Linked DNA regions of Sus scrofa: region 2 is linked to region 1. Evidence: chromatin contacts called from public Hi-C data. All regions are on one chromosome and are shown on one strand. Each heading gives the region's core, a stretch centred on a gene start, on an enhancer-like site or on the middle of the called end of the contact. The rest is flanking DNA. Distances are from core to core; before and after follow the strand shown. Region 1 holds the start of ZBTB43 (zinc finger and BTB domain-containing protein 43). Region 2 holds the start of ZNF79 (zinc finger protein 79).

Region 1 (2,867 bases), core at 221-2,720:
TTTTTAGGGCTGCACCTGTGGCCCATGGAAGTTCTGAGGCTAGGGGATTGTATCAGAGCTACGGCTACCGGCCTACACCACATCCATAGCAATGCAGGATCCAAGCCACGTCTGCAACCTACACCACAGCTCATGGTAATGCCAGATCCCCTGCCCACTGATTGAGGCCAGGGATCAAAACTGCATCCTCATGGATACTAGTCAGATTAATTTCTGCTGCGCCACAACAGAACGTCTGGTAGAATCAATTTTCTTTGCTGCCTACCTAGGCAGGGCAGATTTTTTTTTTTTCCTCTAGCTTATCCTTCGCTTGAAGATAATGCCTTCTTTGGTCCCAACCTGACCCAAGAAAGGTCCCAATTTGGCTCTTGTTCTGCCTGGACCCAGGTAGATGCCCCCATAGTTGTAGCACCATTATTGTTTACGTACCTCCAGAGATGATTTTCAAAATATTTGTCAGTGGTGACAGACAGTACCTGTGCATTAATTCTAACTTCCTAGGCTTGTGTTTCTGCTTCCTTTCTGCCCTCAGATGGTTCTCCTGACTTTCTCACAAGCTTATCCATATATTTCAAAGGATATTTTCAGTATTTCTCCTAGCAATTTTATATATTTTGTTGCTGTTATATTTGGAGATATGTAGTTGATAATATTACTAGAAACAAAGCCCAAGTAAGAAGTTTATTAGGCTCATGCCAAAAACATTCAGGGGGAAGCAGTCTAAAGCTGAGACTATAGCTTAACGTCGTATGAGACACAGGCGCTCTCAATCTTTCTGCTTTGCTAGCCTTAGAATTGCTTGTATATCACAGGCATATGATAGCGACTGAACTTCCAAACTTTATGTCTGCTTAGAGACCAGAAGAAAATAAAAGTGGCAAAGCACTTAAGGAGCACACTCAACTAGAAGTCCTACTGGACTTTGTAAAAACAAAAACAAAATAAACAAAAAATTTTCCAGAAGCCCCACTCCATGACTTCTATAATAAATATTATGGGCCAGATATTGGCCATATGCCTATGCCTAGTCCAACTACTGGCTAATGAAAATGAGTTTACCACGAATAGTCTGGATTAATTATGAGCCATCCCCTCCAATTGGGAGGAAGGTCTACTTCCCCTAGGATCGAAAGATCTCCTCAGGTATCTGAACAAAATGAAGCTTTTCCTAGGGGTGCCTGGCACAACATTTGCCACACAGAGGGTACTTGGTCCTTTCACTGAACATTTACTGAGCATCCACCACGAGATAAAGGCTCTGTGGAGGGACGAAAAGATTTGACACAGTCCCTCCCACACAAGCTGATAGGTCGAAGTGTTCAGGACTCCGAACATTCCGCAGTTGTCCCAGAAACTCTCCTGCGGATCGACCTGTCCAGGCTCTACTGCGCAGGCGCTAGCTCTCTCGGGGCAAGCTCCATACGCCCCGCCCCGAACGCGAGTCCCGCATGCGCCTCCGGAAGCACTGGCAGTTTCGGGGGCGGGACCGACAAGCGTTTCCGGGGGCGGGAGGTGCAGACTGGGGCGGTCGCGGCTGCGACGGCTTGAACGGGCCTGGCGCCGGCGGCGGAAAGTATCCTACTTGCAGGCTATGTGAGCGCCAAGTCCTTGGCAGGTATGTCAGAGTCGGGACAACGAGTAGCATGAGGGCAGGAAAGGAAACCGGAGAGGTTTGAGGGCTTCTCTGCAGTTCCCGGCGCGCGCACCGCTGGCACCGCCAGGCCCATTACACCCACCGGGATGTTTAAGCCGCGCGCGGGCCGTTGGAGTCCCGGCGACCTGGGTCCGACTCCTGCTGTATCCGGCCAGCCTACTTCGTGTACAGCGACACCAGGGCCCCCGAGGCAGCGTCTTGCCCAAGGTCACCCCGCGGCAGCGGACTTCGGCGGACCAGGGCGCTTAGAGATCCTGCCCCCCGTCTGTCTGCCAGCCTTTTGGGGGCGCGGGGTGGGCGAGGCTTGGCGGCTTCGGGTTCGAATCAAGGCAGGGAGAAAGGCTACGTCCAGACCGCGCTGTAATCGGTCTCTGTTTACGTCTGTTTCACCGCTCTTGCTGTCTGTGTCACCTGTTGTCACCTGCCCTTTTTGCCTTTCAACTTTGTGGCATTGTCAAGTTTGTATTTTTCCCCACTTTGTTTCTCTGGAACTCATCTCTGAGTATATGGGTCCTGTCGTTATTTCTGCTTACACTTTGCTTCTGTAACTTTTGATCCTGTGTTTCCCTTTTAGTCCTTATTCTCTTTTATTCATGGCCTGTCAGTACAGCTCTTTGGCTGTATGTTTCTCTCTCTCTGCCAGTGGTGTGTTTCTCTGTTTCTGCCTCTCCTAACTGGGTTTCTCTGGGCGGGGCAGGCCTGCCCGGACCTCTGAGCCATGGAAGGTGACTCATGACCCTGTGAAGCTTCCTGCACTTGGTGACATTCTTAGCGACTAGACTGCGGTCTGGCCTCAGTTCTGACAGGTGTCACCCAACCTAAGTGTCAGGGTGCAGGAGTTCCTGGAGAACAGAGAGAAGTCCATCTCAGGGCCATAGTAGCTTGATGAATCCTTACCTTTTCTTTCCCATGGTTTTTCAGGCCTGCACAGCTCCCTACTTCCCTTTTCTCCATCCACATGGCCTCCAGGGTTCTAAGGAGCCTGCTCTTGGATTTACAGCTGCTTAACCATACCTGTCTACAGGCAAAGGAAAGGTCTATCTGAGATCCTCTGCCCCTTAGAAGGATTCGTGGAACAGTAGCCGGATTTCTGGGAGAGCATACATGCTTAGTTCAGAGATTGTGCCACTGTGTACAGTTAAATTATGAGAAACCTCATAATTTGGGGATCAGTCTTTGCTTTACAAAAGTATTCACTGGAGAGGTAAGCCAG
Region 2 (2,867 bases), core at 149-2,648, 550 kb after region 1:
CCGGCCACCATCAGGCGTAGGACGAAGTGGGGCAGGATGAAACATTCCCAGAGGACCGGTGCAGCAGAAACTGTGCTTTACCCAGCCGAGGATAAAAATGTGCCCTGCCGGCCGACATCCACCCTATCTTCCACTCCCAAGAACAGCTAACGTCCAGGAGAATCCTGGCTTCTGAGAACTTGAGGCAAGGCATTTCCTAACGCCACCTAGTGTCCATGAGGGAGAATTGCATCAGCTGAAGCATGAATCTCTCTGCTGCCTCCCAGTGGCAATGGGTGGGTTCACAAGACTAAGGCGGGAAACTCCCCTGGTACCTCCTAATGGTCACTATGCGCTTAGCACCTGCTGGGCCTGGGGTGCGGGCAGAACACAGCTGGAAGAGGCCTCTAACTAAGGAATGCAGGAAGCCTCCAGAAGCTGGAAAAAGCAAGGAAACAGATTCTCCCTCTAGGAGGAAGGTAGCCCAGCACACACCTTGATTTTAGCCCAATGACATCCATCTCAGATTTCTGACCTCTAAAGTTGTAAGCCCCAAATTACACAAGCCCAAAGTAGAGAAGGGCTTATCCCAAACAGATCTGTGGGTGCGGCCTGCCTAATGGGGTGAATCCCCCTAAGATTCATAGAAGACCTACCCACAAACCTACAATTATATTGGCAAAAACACTACCAGCTCTAACTGAAAAGGACAGAGGCAGTACAAAAAGACGAGGCCTAGGGCCCCCAAACTCATTTCTGCTTCCCAGGTAACACATTCTTATCTCCTTAACGTCAAAATGCCTCTAAAAAACTAAACCGGTCTTCAGAACATTGATTAGTGAAGAACTGTCAACAGGCTTATGGGGCAATTTCATCAATGATCTGAGGAAGTCCACTAAAATATCCCCTGGTGCAGGAAAGAAGCCTCCAAAGACAGAATATTCGTTATCTCCTCTCGCAAGAGTTCTGATCGAACACTATTAAAGTGTGTTTCTGCCCCTGAAATTACTGAAGACAGCTCCTTCCTGCTGATAGGTTTTTATACTTTGAGCATTCCAAGACTGCTTCACACCAAGGGGCCCCCACTTCCTTTACTCGTCCTAAACTCTCAGCGGGGATCAAGAGGACCGTGGAGGTGGGGAGGTGGCTGGGTTTGAGCCCTGAGCTGAAGAACAAGGGAGAGAACCTCAGCAAGCCACAGCTCCGCGGACCACAAATCACTGAGGGAAAGTCAGGCGACTAGCGCTAGCGTCTGTCTGCGCCTGCGCTAAAAGCACCGCTCCCAGGATCCTTCGCGGCTAATTCGCGTGTTGTTTCAGAGGACCCCGACCATTGGTTCAGTGGACCCGAAAGGCATGTGGACCAAAGTATGATGGGAAATAGAGTCTGGGAGTAAGAACAGGCGGAAGCCTCTCTGGGAAATACGGTGCACGATGGTGTGCGGGAACCGAGAGAGGAAAAAAAAACGTTTTGGCCAAAAACGGAACCCAGAGATTCCTGGGAAATGAAGTCCGGTGGGGCAGGGAGGCCTATGCGCATGACCGGAAGTGGCGCTATTCAAGCGCGCCCCCTTTGGCGCGAGAGCCAGGCCCGCGACCGCAGTTTTCTGAGCGCGCTGAAGCCGGGGGCACTCTCTCGCGCGTACCCAGCGGCAGCTTTTTCATGCTGTGATGTGCTTGAGATCCAGTCGACAGTGAGAGACCCGGCTGGAAAGGTCCGACCTTGCTCAGCATCACAGGCTCAGACCTGGCCTGTGAGGGGAGAAGCCTGAGAGAAGAGCCCAGAGCGGGGTTGGGGCTGCAGTGAAGCGACGCTGACGCTCAGAGAACTGCTGGGAGGCGGTGGCGCGAGGTGGGACCCAGATGCTGGAGGAAGGTGAGAAGGAGTGGTGGAGCGGTTTGTGGCTTCCAGCTTGCCCACTAACACAGCTGCGTGGCCCGGATCAGAACTTGGTAGTTATCCTTTCCACAGGTGGTTGGGGACGATCCTTTTTTGAATAAAGAATTCCAGGGTCGAAAAAGTTTGAGGAGCTCAGCCTTGGATCATCTCTGAGTATCCTGTCCTTTACTCCGATCTGTTGATGGACCCATGGCATCGCAAAGTAGAGAGAAATAGACTCTAGGAAGGACAATGGGACGTACCCAGGGCCTCTCTATTGCTTCTGAATTTCCATCCCTCTTGAAGTAGCCAGGGATGCTCGGAATGGGAGCCTATTGGCTTCACCTGATACTGAGGGTGGGTTCAACCCATTTGGATTGTGAAACCGTGGAGGATACTCTGTATTTAGAATCAGAAGGCTGGGATTCCTGTTTAAGCTGTAAGGTATCAGCTGGGTCTCTTGACCTGTGTTTCTTCATGGAGGAAAAAGGTAAAATAACATTAACTACCTCCTTCACCTCTAAGAACTGTAAGCATCAAATAAAATAACATTTTTGAAAGCACCTTGAACGCTTTACTGAACAGAACTGTTGTGTATGTAATTTAACCACTGAGGCAATGCCGTCTTCCCCTAGACCAAAGGGTCCCTGAATTGTTCTGTCATTCCAGTGCAATTTCACACCCAGTATTTCACGCTGTCTTTCCTGAGAGACCTGGGAACACAAGCAGGAGGGTTACCTGTCTCCCCGTACTACCAAAGAGGGAGATAAGCACAGTGGATAGGTACAGATAGACACAACTCAGTAACATGAAGTCTGTACTAAAACCAGTATTTGGACCTCTTTACTTTTTTTGAGCTATTTCTGAGGACTGCTTTACCTCTGCTATTTTTTTGAGTTGAGATATAATTTACATCCATAATGTTCACTTTTATAGTATACAATTCAGGAGTTCCCGTTGTGGCTCAGTGGGTTAAGAACCTGACGCAGTGTCTCTCCATGAGGATACAG

What was found. Hi-C and Micro-C count contacts between places; a contact is called where the count stands out from the background.
Region 2: a contact with region 1 is called in a Hi-C map of liver, with 3 times the contacts expected there. The contact joins the promoter of ZNF79 here to the promoter of ZBTB43 in region 1. A contact is called at or near these places in 3 of 47 Hi-C or Micro-C datasets (epiblast stem cells, heart right ventricle and liver).

What each region holds. Positions count from the first base shown.
Region 1 is chr1:267,390,105-267,392,971 of Sscrofa11.1, forward strand. ZBTB43 (zinc finger and BTB domain-containing protein 43) reads left to right here and starts at 1,471. Exons shown (of 2, transcript XM_021068980.1): 1 at 1,471-1,615.
Region 2 is chr1:267,940,555-267,943,421 of Sscrofa11.1, forward strand. ZNF79 (zinc finger protein 79) reads left to right here and starts at 1,399. Exons shown (of 5, transcript XM_003480610.4): 1 at 1,399-1,854. The coding sequence starts at 1,842.